2 separate regions of the Gossypium raimondii genome follow, and region 1 is linked to region 2. Evidence: chromatin contacts called from public Hi-C data. All regions are on one chromosome and are shown on one strand. Each heading gives the region's core, a stretch centred on a gene start, on an enhancer-like site or on the middle of the called end of the contact. The rest is flanking DNA. Distances are from core to core; before and after follow the strand shown.

Region 1 (6,646 bases), core at 1,863-4,362, 140 kb after region 2:
ATGCTAAACACTCAAATTTTAAACCAAACTTCTCCACAGCACTTTTCAAAAGCATTGCCAAACTAGTCCTTAGCCATGACCTTGAATGCAATTAGACCTTAATTAAACATCATTTAGTGGATTGACATGATCCTATCCATTCACTTCCATTAAATTGTGTGATGATAAACGATAGCCATTAGATTATACTAATATTAATGATTAAGGAAACATGAAGAAAAGAAGGAGAATTAATGCTTCCATTCTTCCATCTCAAACCTCCATTGTCTGTGAGCTCATTTGTGACGTGACTTTTCCTTTTAAATTGTTGATAGATTATTGGTGTAGGATAGTAGATAATGACAAGCCAAGCAATAGATTTAGAAATTGCTTAATCATGTTTTAAGTTAAACCTTGATGAATGCTTGAAGGTTTTTAGAGAATGGTTATAACATTGGATGATAATTATGTTTTAGATAGCTCCAAATTCCTAATATATAATTATGAAGTCGAATTTAAATTTAAAACTTAAAATTTTGAGTATTTTATAAAAAAATATTAATATTTTTTATTTTTAATGTTTTATAAATTTTATAAAAAACATAAAAAATTCAATTTTATGTTTTTTATTTAGGTAAACTACACTTATGGTCACTCTAAAATAAGGTTTATTCTATTTTGTTCACTCTATTTTTTCCTCAATTTAGTCACTCTAAATAAAATAATTGTACAAATTAGTCACTGCCGTAAAAATTTCTATTTTCTTTTAACAGATTGCTGGCGTGATATATTAGCCCATTGAGTGACTAACATGTTGCATTTTTTTTTTACTTTTGACTAAAGTTTAATGCCTTTCTATGAAGTTTAGAAGGGAAAAGTTTTAGACTAATTATAGAGAGGTCTATAAACTTTAGTCAAAAGCCAATGAAAAATGTCACATACCAACCATTCAATTTACTTATGTGCCACATCAGCAATTTGTTAAAAGAATATGAAAATTTTAACGGTAATGACTAATTCATATAATTATCTTATTTAGAGTGACTAAATTAATAAAAAAAATACGAGTGACCAAAATAAGACAAACATTATTTTAGAGTGACCATAGGGGCTTTTTTTAATTGGCCCAAAATTTTGTATTAATTATAAAAATGACCCACTTGTAAAATCATGTACGAGAATAACTCATTTGCTACAGTAAACCTCGATGTCGCCATTGCCATTGGCAGCACCACCCCTAATAAGTACCCAATCATTGGTCAATTTAAAAAATAATAATTTCCTTGAGTGTCACCGTTGCCATTAGTGGCACCAGTAAAAATACACGTCATGCTAAATACTCGTATTATGAGGGAAAAAGAAAAAAATATATATTTTAACAAGTGTCACCGTTTGCATTAGCGGCATTGGTGTTTTTATTAAAAATAGTATTTTTAATAGGTGTCATCATTCTCTTTGACTGCACAAATGTGTTTTTTTAATTGCTTTTTTTAATAGGTATCGCTGGCCTCTATAGCGGCATCAGGGAAATTTAAAAAAAAATTGTTATCCATTCTCTAAAATGAAGACCTGGATCTGGTGCAGCAAAAAAATTGATACCTTCATCGTAAGTGAAGAAGTATGAGGAAAAAGAAGAAGAAGAGAAAATGATATATACCTGGCTAAAAAGAGAAGCTCCAATAGTGAGAAAGATGAGAAAGAAAATTGGAAAACTTTTATTTATTATTTCAACTTTTCTTCAATCTCCCCCATAATTTTTATTTTTCTCAAAAGTTTTTCAATTTTCTTTCTCATTTTTCTCACTATTGGAGCTTCTGTTTTATCTAGATATATATATCATTTTTTCCTTCTTTGTCCTCATTAAGGTTTCAATTTTTTTTGTTGTTGCTCTAGATCTAAGTCTTCGTTTTAGAAAATGAATTACAACTTTTTTATAATTTCTCTGATGCCATCATAGAGGCCAGCGACACCCATTAAAAAATTATTTTTAAAAAAAAGCACCGATGTCACCAAAGAGAACAACGACACCAAAAAAATATCTAACATGCTTTCTATTAATATTTTCCTTTTCTTTTTCCCTCAGAATATGAGTATTTTAGCATGACATGTACACTTATTTTTACTAGTACCGCCAATGGCAGCGGCAACACCCAAGGAAATTATTATTTTTAAAATGGTCAATGATTGAGTACTTATTAGGGGTCGTGCCGTCAATGGCAACGACGACACCAAAATTTACTGTAGCAAATAGGCACTACAGCAAAACAGGCTTTTAACAGCGTTGTCTATAGCAGTACTTTTTGCGGCGCTTGTGAAAGCACCGTTAATACTTTTAATGGCGCTTAAAAGCACCGCTAAAGGCCTAAAAAAACGCCGCTAAAAGTCTATTTTGCTATAGTGAGGTTATTTTTATACATAATTTTGCAAATGATTCATTTTCGTAATTAATAAAAAAAATTGGACCAATTCCAAAAGAAAAGGCCGACCATGGTATAGTTTACTTTTTTATTTTTTATAAATTTTACATACTTTTAGTAATGTTTAAATTTTAATGTATTTATTGATGTTTCAAATTTAATCAACTAATGATATAGCATGTGTACCACGTTTAAAATCTGGGGCACAATCATATCTTGAAAGATAAATCTGTAAAATTTCCTTCCTTTCAGGGGCACATCGATCAAAGCCTGACAGCGTTTAAGAGAAGTGAGGCTCCACCCTCCAGCCTGTCTATTTTACTTGCCAATTGAGTGTTAGTCCCCATAAAATCTCTATATTTCAACTTTCATAACAAAGATCAAATTTCATAGTTCCTCATTTAACCTACAAGTTTTTATTTTTGGTACGGAAAAAACTTATATTTTTGTCATTGTCATTAAAAATCGTTTTTATTTTGATTATTTCTAGTTATTTTACACTTGTTCTATGGGTTGCATTCGAAGATGTTTTTATATCAACAGCAGAAACCTAAGTTCATGAAATTACAGACTTTGTAGGGGTTAAATAAGTTTAATAGCAATAGGAATGATTTAACACTAATCTATAAGTTAATTAAGGATGATTTAATCTCCCCTCTTCCTTTCCTCCTATTTAAATAACAAATGGTATCCAAAATAAAAACATATGCGAAAAAAAGTCAGTATAATTGCATCCATATATTTGTTTTTGCATTGAGTACGACCAATCAAATTCCATCTACCAGACTGCCACAATAAAGAATCCCATCCGTCATTCCAATTTCTTTGCCAATTTGGTAAGCAATAATAACGAACAAGAACATCCCAATAATCCTTCAAAAAGAAAAAAGTTCATCCCAAGAATATCTGAGTTATGGAGCCATCAAACTCAAGCTTAGATACTACAGCTCTCTTGAGTGAAGCTTCCCAAGGACAAGACCAAAGTACAGAAACAAGGTGTTTGAGTTTGAGGAATGTTTTAGATGTAGAAGAAGCGAAGACACAAATCTTATTTTCACTGCCCATGATCCTTACCAATGTCTTTTACTATGCCATTGCTTTGGTTTCTGTCATGTTTGCTGGTCACCTTGGAGAGCTTGACCTTGCTGGTGCTACGCTTGCCAATTCATGGGCCAATGTCACTGGCTACGCTTTCATGGTAACTCTATATTTACTCTCATCCCATCTTTATAACACCATAGGTCATGACTCCGTCTTATTTGGGGAAAATAAAGCTCTTTAAAAGCTTATTGTATCCTCACATTTATAGACTGGTATACTGGGTTATAGCTTTGTGATTACTGTTGTCTTGACTGTTAGGTGAAGAAATTTGTTGGGAAGGGTTATAGAAGAAAATAAAAGATTGGGTCTCATTGATTATAGCTTCTTCTTTCTTTTTTTTGATGAGTTTTTTATTTATCCAAGAAAGCCTTCAACCTACAATATCCTGCTCACCAATACTCAAACCTTTGAAACTGTCTTCTATTTCTTTCTCGCCAGACCAAGTAAATGAAAGAATTCCATGCTAACTTCAAATATAAACAACAAGAGCTTTGCCTTTAAGTCTTGTGCAAAGTCAATGAATCTCCTGATTCCATCCCCCAGCTTCTCCTAAGGTCGTAAGACACTAACAAACATACAATTTGCAAAAGGACGATCTCTTGTTTCCTATTTCCCTTGACATAGCGAACAATAGCCCTCAATGCTCATCCCCCTTCCAGTAAGGCTTTATCTTTTGTGGGAAGGACAACCGTTCAAGTTAGAAAGGAATGCTTTGGTATATGAACTGGAAACCAAATCATCTGACTTTCCTCTCCTTTTCTCCAATTTCATTCCAAATTGCAGAAATAGTTATTTTATTGTTACTGACGTCCAAGTTAGCCAACACAGATGCAGCTTCTTCCGAGTTTTAGAATCTTCCTCCAGCTCTAGCTAGAATTTCTTCTCAGTGAAACTTGCAAAAATATGGATTTTTTAGCATGTAATCCTTCGACCAGGCTATCCATAAAGAGCCTTAGACTTGCCAATATGCTTCTAATCAGTTGAATGAACAAGCTATCCAGACCTGTTTTTGGGTCGGTTCACTCAAAAAAATCGTTAAATTATTCAAAAATTAATAAAATATTAAAAATATATGTTTATTGATATTTTATATATTTTTATAATTTAATTTAAATTTAAATTTAAATTTTTTTACTATTTAAATTGAATTCGGACAAGGTCGAGATGCAAAAATACTTATTCAAGCTTGGCCCAAGTCAAGTCGGACCGGACTTAGACAGGTTTGGCTTTTTTATAAAAATAACTTAAAAATTCTAATTAATGATTATATAAGTAAATGAATACAGTTGGTGGAGCTAAAGAGAATAACGCCATCAACTTGTTACATCAACTAATCATTAGCTGGTAAAAAAAAAAAGTAAATTTTTTAATAGAGCGAATTTATTTGGTGCCAACTATATAAATACCAATGTAATACAACATCAATGTTCAGTTTATGAATTCTATTGACTACTTTCATCCTCTTAAAAGGGTTATTAAACCCTCTAATATTCCTTACAGCAATTATCATCAAGGAATAGATGAAGTACTTCCAGTTAGAACTCCAAACACTTCAGATTAGGCTCCCATTTGCGTAGTATCACCTGCTTATTCTGAAAATGCCGTGGACCTTTTCTCTAGCTTCAGCATTTGTAAATTGTAGAAGAAACAAATTATCCCTTGCAATTTTAACACTAACGTCTCCTTTCTTACCCCAAAGAAGATTACCAACCTTCTGCAATCTTTTACCTACTTGATTATAGGTTTCATCTATGATTTAAGGGATCTTTCATAGATTTTTTTTTTTTTTGCTGATGTGTATATAATTCTGAGATCTCCATGTATCTGATGTAATGTCAAAGCCTTGTAGTTGTGTGCATTGAAAGTTGGCTATCTGAACAGTCCTTTCCTTTCTGTTTGTTTGTTTGTTTTTCAGTTGGGACTAAGTGGAGCACTGGAGACTCTTTGTGGTCAAGGATTTGGTGCAAAAACTTATAACATGCTGGGAATCTACTTACAAGCTTCTTGCATCATTTCTTTCCTTTTCTCAATCATTATATCCATTTTATGGTTCTTTACTGAGCCAATACTAATATTTTTTCATCAACAGCCTGATATTGCAAAAAAAGCTGATGCTTACCTCAAGTATCAAATCCCAGCTGTGTTTGCATTTGGTTTGATACAAAATGTTCTGAGATTTCTTCAAACACAAAGCATTGTCATGCCCTTAGTCTTGTTCTCAGGGCTGCCATTGGTACTTCACTTTGGCATTGCTTATACTTTGGTTTATTGGTCAAGTCTTGGTCTCGAGGGAGCTTCAATGGCAGTTTCTATCTCTTTTTGGATATCTTTTCTCCTTTTGATAACCTATGTTGCTTTCTCAAACAAGTTTGAGCACACTTGGGAAGGGTTTTCGTTTGAATCATTTGGTTATATCATTCCAGACTTGAAATTAGCCTTACCCTCTGCAGCAATGGTGTGGTGAGTTCCTCCAAATCTTGATCATTTTATAGTAACATATATTATTACAGTCATGACAACATTATCTTATTAACCCCTTTCTTCCTTGTATATTTTTTGCCAGTTTGGAGTACTGGGCTTTTGAAATTCTTGTCTTGCTAGCAGGATTGATGCCAAATTCAGAAATAACTACTTCACTGGTAGCAATGTGGTAGGATATTTATTTCTATTTCTTTCCTTCTTTTTTCACTTTATTTTAGTTTTCAAATGGTTGATTCTTTCTGCTGCAATTTACCAGTGTAAACACTGAAGCCATTGCTTTCAATTTTACTTATGGCCTTAGTGCTGCAGCAAGGTCAGTTTGCATAATATTTGCTTCTTTTTTGATTTAATTGATTTCTGAAGCCATTGATATTGAGACATTGAAACCCTGTTTTTAAACCAGCACAAGAGTGTCAAATGAATTGGGAGCTGAAAAACCAGAGAAAGCTAAGAAAGCCATGGCTGTGACACTCCAACTTGTGGTCCTCCTTGCTCTTATAGTTGTCCTTGCTTTAGTGTTTGGTCATGATACTTGGGCTGGTTTCTTCAGTGACAGTCCTTCAATCATTGAAGACTTTGCTACAATGACCCCATTTCTTGCAATCTCCATAGCAGTTGATTCATTTCAAAGTGTCTTATCAGGTTTGAAAACCATCCAATCTTTCTTT
Region 2 (6,624 bases), core at 1,131-3,630:
AAGCATTATTATCAATAATCTAATCCCACAAACATGAAGCAACTCTAAATTAAACACCGGAAAAAGATTTCTACAATGTGAAACGTAAATATTCAATCACAAGTAACACTCACATTATATTTAAGTTCTTTTCTTATAACAAAATGTAAATAAACAATGCAAATAAACTCAAGCAATGTGATTGGGAAATAAATCAAAATAACAGGCTTACACTTTATAGACGTCACCAAAGGCTCCCCTGCCAATCAACTCCACCTGACTAAATCTAGACCCCGCTGCTGGTTGTAAACCTTCTATATCAGCCATTTCTACGTACAAGCTCCTTGGACACCAAAGATCAAAGCCACCCCAAAATCAACCCCTCAAAACATTCACATTCCACCCATTCTTCAATTACAATTCAACACCTACTTCTAAATAGCCAAAACCATCATCAAAAACCCAATCCCTGAAACAGAAATATAAAACCAAAACCATTAATATTCTCAAATAAAAACTAACACCTACAAATAACAAAATGCAAAAAACATATCCTAAAATATTCCCACATTTCAAGATCTAAAAACCTAAATAAAAGCAGATGTATAAGCTCTCACACTGAAAGCAAAGAACATATAAAGAGACACCAAAAGAAAAAAAAAAAGAAAAAAAGAATTCCACTTCTGTTACGCGAAAGAATGGATAAGCTAAAATTGATATGCTAAAAAAAAACAAACAAGAATTCTTAAAACCAAATTTAACAGCGACCAATTACAAATTTCAATATCCTTTAATACTGAAACTACAATATCCCAACAAAAACATGTTTCTTTTTTTTTTCAATTTCATAAGATTCTTTCTTTTTGTTCGAAAAATGTTTTCCTTTTATTTTACCTGTTGGGTTTTTGCAGATCCTTCTCTTTCGTTGTTTCGATAGCGTGGATTTTTCAGAGCTTTGAAAGAAAATCGAGGAATAAGAAAAGTAAAAGTTTTGTTTGTTAATATGGAGTTTTTCTCGAGGTTTTTTTATTTGATTTTTTTCCGGGAAAATTTTAATTTCGCGAGGACTTAAAACGCGCCGTTTGGAAGGAGTTTTATAAGATAAACGTTAAACGGGCAACCTATTAAGGGCAAAACAAGGCTCAGCAAGGCCATGATCCAAATGGGCCTTTGTTAACTATATATATACTATTGAAATTTTCACAAACCAAATCAAAATATTTATGAAATATTGAATATTTTTATAAAAATATGAAAAATTAAATCGAACACATATTTGTATTGAAAATTCAATAATATAATAATACCAAAATCATGGAAATGATATAAATATCTTGAATGTTCTTTTTTTTCTGATTTTATATTTTCAGTTTACAAGAAATTTTGTGCCAAAATTCCAAACAAATGACGTTGAAAGGACAAAATCAACACAAACTCAAACAAGAATATATTCAGGGAAAAAAAGGTTGAATAATCTACATGGATTAATTAATCATGAATTATCGAACAACACCAGTCAAATTTCCTTGCCCCACTTCTTTGTTTCCTGGAAGGTTCCAAGGCATGACATTCTCTACAGGCCAACAAAAATAACCTGAAAAATCTCAGGCAACCCCTTTATCTTCCTCTAGAAACACAATTTTGTTGATGATCACCTTGTTTCTTAGCTTCAGCATGTTTCCTCCTGGAAACCTCACGTTTCAGAACAGGCACTGCTGTTATATACTGCCATCTGTGGGGATCCCCATACAACTGACCACTTACAAGCTTGCCTGCTTTGTTTTCACATCCTCGGATTCTGCTATGGTACAATAATCTCCTCTCCGAACTGTCACTCGAGCTTGTTCTTGCACTGCTGCAAGTACTGCTTCTGCTGCTGCTACTGTTGCTTCTCGAAGACATCAATGAATGCTTGCTGTTGATGCTGCTTGTTCGGCTTGTAGGTCGAGAACCATTATCGGCTGAACCCATTGTTGGTGTTGTTGGAGAAAGCTGTAAAGGAAAGGCGTGTGGCAAGAGTCGGCCATTGAAGAAAAGATGATCGGCTGGTGAGGTTTTATATGGATCTAAAGAGGGTGAATCCGGGCGGGTATAGCACCCGAATTCGAAATCGGAATCTTGATCACCAGAGCTTGACCTTTTCCTCCGATTTTCCATGGGAGATTTTGATTACACTGTATCTTTTGTGTGGGAGTTTGGAATGTTGATATAAGTAAGCTTGTGTACTAGTATTTATATTAAGGAAGGAAGTTGAGATAATTATAATCAGTATTATATAGATTTTTACATGTTTATATGATTATTTCGTGTTTAAAATGATCGGATGTGCGAGAACCATGTGTTTGAGGTTATAGGGGACAGCTTGGAAAGATATGGTCCCCTTGTTGGGTGATTGGGATGAGTTTTTGGTGGTGTAAATCATCAAGTTATTTTGCCAACTCAAGCTTAACCATGCACATGGAGACCTTGGTGTTGTAATAATCTTGGGTAGTGTGTGCGATATTCCCAAATTTCATGACTTAAATCATTCCAAAGTAGGTAGGTGTATTCATCTCTCACCATCAATAATTTGAATTCCCTATTTTAATTATAAATTGTACTTGGTTAATTTTAATGTGTCATTTGGTTATTAGTGTAATGGCACGAGAAAAGTGTTTATTTATTACATACATATTACATTAATTAGGCATAAAATAAATAATAATTAGTATAAATTTAAACTTGAAATTAAAAATACGAGTAAAATATTTTTATAAAAAATAAGACCTCTTCAAATTAAGTGAAATTTCTTTTCTTTATTAAATATAAGTCATAAAAATAACTAAATAATCATCAATTGAAATAATATATATATATATATATAATATTCCGAGGAAACATAACATTCTAGCCCCAAAACCTTACAATATTTAGTTTGATAAAATTTAACGTCATTGTTCCAATAAGTTGTCACAATCTCCCAAAAATACTCTTTCATGTAAAGCAAAAAGAGAGAGCTTTTTGGAGCATAGATAGGAGAGACATTTGACTACTTAAATGCCTTAAAATAAATGCTAATATAAGTACCAAGTACCAACCTATTGTTTTGTTTAGGCTCCTCTCTAAGACCTTGGGTATGATAGTAGATCAACAAAGCAAACCTTGGTATAAGCAAACTTTAGGGGTCGACTTTCAAATTTATTTTGGAAGCAAAGGGTCATCAAACACTTTGGACAAAGGAGCTAGTTTGGATGAAGTTTTGGGCCCATTTGAGTTCATAATGTCTTTGGGACCACAGGCAGTGAGCCCCCACCCCACAAGCAAGTCATTAATTTCTCAAATCTTTTTCAATATTTTATCCTTCTGTTGAATCCCTTACAATGGTAGGTCCATTATTTTACAAGAGTGTGGGCTACTGAGTTTTTTTTATTTAATGGGCTATTTCTGAGGTAGAAAAGCCCAAGTTTAAACAATATAAAAGACATAATAGCAGCATCAAGAGCCAAAACTCCGTCAATTTCGATTAAAGGAGTCGGTTTAAATAAGTTCAGTGGATTTAGATAATATTAAATTGGAAATTTGATTTGAAAAAAAATAAATCAATTGGATTAGAAATAGGTCTACAAGCATAACATAAATGTGGTGTATATATATATAATTACCAATCTAATACACACATACTTAACTTGTATAATTTTGACAAAAAAGAACCAAGATTGATGGCCCAAAAAAATTCAAAAATACAATTAAGACCATTTTGACAAAATATGCAAACATTAGTGACAAATCCATGTATATACCAAAAGATAAGTAAAATCCAAAATCACTCAACCAATCACCAAGGCTTGCATCATTAACATATTATGCTTAGAATGACCTTTCATAAACAGAATCAACATAATATTCGACTATCAAATTCAAAATGACATTTTTATCAATGAATCAGAATATAACATCATTTCTAGAATCAGAATTACATATTTAAAATTTTCTTTTAGCCCCTATTAATTGGATGCAAACACAAGTATAGGTACGCAAACTTAACCCCTAACACCCCACAATAAGAACCGAAGTGCTAATCAGACATAAAGGCACTAATCCCCCTAACACTCCACAAAATGTAACGCATTAAAGTGTTAGAATGAATTGCACCGTAGTGTCAAAATGCTCTCACCAGTTACATATACAAATCCTATGGCATGTCAACTATACCCTAAGTATGTCTAGCATCATTTAATAGCGCAATCTCTTACTTTGCAATATCGATATATATATTATATCATGTACTTCTCAATATAATAATAACTGAGTAACTAATTATATTAATACCATAATGAATTCCATAAGCCTAAACATAGCTGTCAGCTTACCAATTAAGCCATTATTTAACACAGTTTGTAATAGTATGTTACTAGTATTTTAACAAGATTAGTTACTTAATTGAATTCAAGAAAGAAAAACAAATTATATTAGTACAAACTGAAATAGTTAGTCATTGACGGTTTTCGCCTTCCCTTTGTCTCTCGACGATTTGACTTTATTTTTAGCTATGTTCGATAAATTAAAATATGAATACAAAGTGAAAACATGTTAAGAATTTATTCAATTTAGCCGCTATAAAACCTTATTATCCGAAATGCTCGTATCTTTCAATATTCATTATTGAATTGAAATCCAACTTTGAATTTAACCACTAAGGACCTTGTACTTTCATTTTATAGCAAAATTTACTAATAGCTTTCAACCTATTCATGCTTAATGGCACAAAATTAATTATAAAACTTATATTAATTTCTAACTTAATCCAACTAGTTCTGTTACTTTCTAATATAGTCCTAACATGTACTGAACATCATTCATGAATCCATTACTTTCAAGCTTCAAATTTCATCCAACCCATTTAATGACAACTTGATATACACTTAATAATTTTAAAATCTAACACTTGGATCTATCAAATCATGCTTAAAACAACATGAATTCATAAAAGCTTAAGAAGAAAAACATAATTACCTTGTTGATTTTGGAACCGAAATTGGAAAATGAAAACAATTTTTTCTCCTTTCTTCCTTAACTTGGACGACAACAATAAAGGGAAAAAGATTGTAGTTTTATCTCTCCTTCCACTCACTTACACACATATATATATATTAGTATTTAATTAAACTAAAACTAATGGTCATTATCTATTATAAAATTTAGTGGAGATGAATGGAAATGATCAAATTCCTCTGCTAACTAAACTTTAACCATGGGATATTTATTTATAAGGACATGGTAAATTGTTAATCAAGGATATGTACAATGCGTCAATAAAAAAATTCATTATACTTAACTTATAATTTAGTCCTTATACTTTTTATTAAACAACCAATTTAATTAAGCTATACAATGATTCTACTTTCTAACTTCATATTCATTTCACTAATTCATCGATTTAAAAATTTAACCTTAATTCGGATTTTTTGACACCAACCAAATATTGGGTTGTTACAATCCTCACCATTTATAGCCAAGCTAAATGCTTTAGCTTCTTGAGTGAGAGAGAGAGGCTTTACGAGGAAAGCAAAACATCATCTGCTTATATTAATTTACAGCAGGAAAAAAAAGTACATAAAATGTGGTCAAGTTATTACCAAAATTGAATCTTGAAATGGGAAAATTAAGATATCCAAGAAAATAACACATCGCTATCATTTAGTAAAGGGGAAAGCAAATCATTCCCATGGAAGAAAGACTGTTGTTGCAAGCAAGTTGATAACGATGAGCTCGGTTTATTTGCTATATTTGATAGTCATTTGGGCCATATTATTCCTGACAATTTGAAGTAAAATTTGTTTTGATAATATATTAAATCATGTCATATGCTATCTCTATATCTTATAAGTAATTAGTTTTAATTTCGATTTCCAATGAAATTATAACAAATCATATTACATTGTTGTTTCATAGTCATCACTACTCTTTTCTCTGTCACATATGTGCCTTACATTTCAGCTTCTAGAATGAATTTCCTACAAGAAGCTATAAAAAAAAGTAGTTAATTTCTATGCCATTTGCACTCCATGTGTGTTGAATATAGGTATTTGAGGAGGAATCCTATACTAGTATCTGAACATGTGTGTAACCAAGATTGGTTTCAGATTCAAGCTTAAGGCTTTAGCATTTTAACTTGATATGGGTTGAATTTAAGACATATTACATCACTTAAACTTTGATCATTGTAGAGGTTCTTTGATGAAGAGAGGAAGCATTGTAAACAAGTGAATAAGATGTACTAAAAGAAGGCGGAGAGGATGACTAGAAGAAGGTGGTAGGTGGTGGCCTCTAAGGTGAAGAAAGAGAAATATTGCTAACAATCAGGCTTAACAAAGAAGTAAGTTGAGATAATTTTAGAGAGAATCCTTTGAGAGTTCAAATTGCTAAAAATGCCAAAAGTCTTAAAAGTTTTTAAATCAGTTGTGGAAGATTCCTATTTATAGTGTTTCAAGAATAAGAGTTGCAAAGTTGGTAATTAATGAGAGAAATGAAATTAATTTTTAGTTACAATGGGTTAATAGAGAATGGAGAAAGGTTTCGTTGCTAATGATGATGAAGAAGAGTGAAAATTAGTTCACCATGTTTCTGAAAGAAGGGAAAAACACTCAGTGTTATAGGAAAATGTTA

What was found. Hi-C and Micro-C count contacts between places; a contact is called where the count stands out from the background.
Region 1: a contact with region 2 is called in a Hi-C map of leaf, with 2.3 times the contacts expected there. The contact joins the promoter of LOC105784051 here to the promoter of LOC105782856 in region 2. A contact is called at or near these places in 2 of 2 Hi-C or Micro-C datasets (both in leaf).

Annotation. Positions count from the first base shown.
Region 1 is chr13:46,789,815-46,796,460 of ASM2569854v1, forward strand. It overlaps LOC105784051 (protein DETOXIFICATION 19), which reads left to right and starts at 3,113. Exons shown (of 7, transcript XM_012609828.2): 1 at 3,113-3,594; 2 at 5,413-5,957; 3 at 6,061-6,147; 4 at 6,235-6,291; 5 at 6,382-6,620. The coding sequence starts at 3,310.
Region 2 is chr13:46,647,998-46,654,621 of ASM2569854v1, forward strand. LOC105782856 (probable membrane-associated kinase regulator 1) reads right to left here and starts at 2,381. Exons shown (of 1, transcript XM_012607906.2): 1 at 1,301-2,381. The coding sequence starts at 2,136. The coding sequence ends at 1,597. It also overlaps the pseudogene LOC105782854.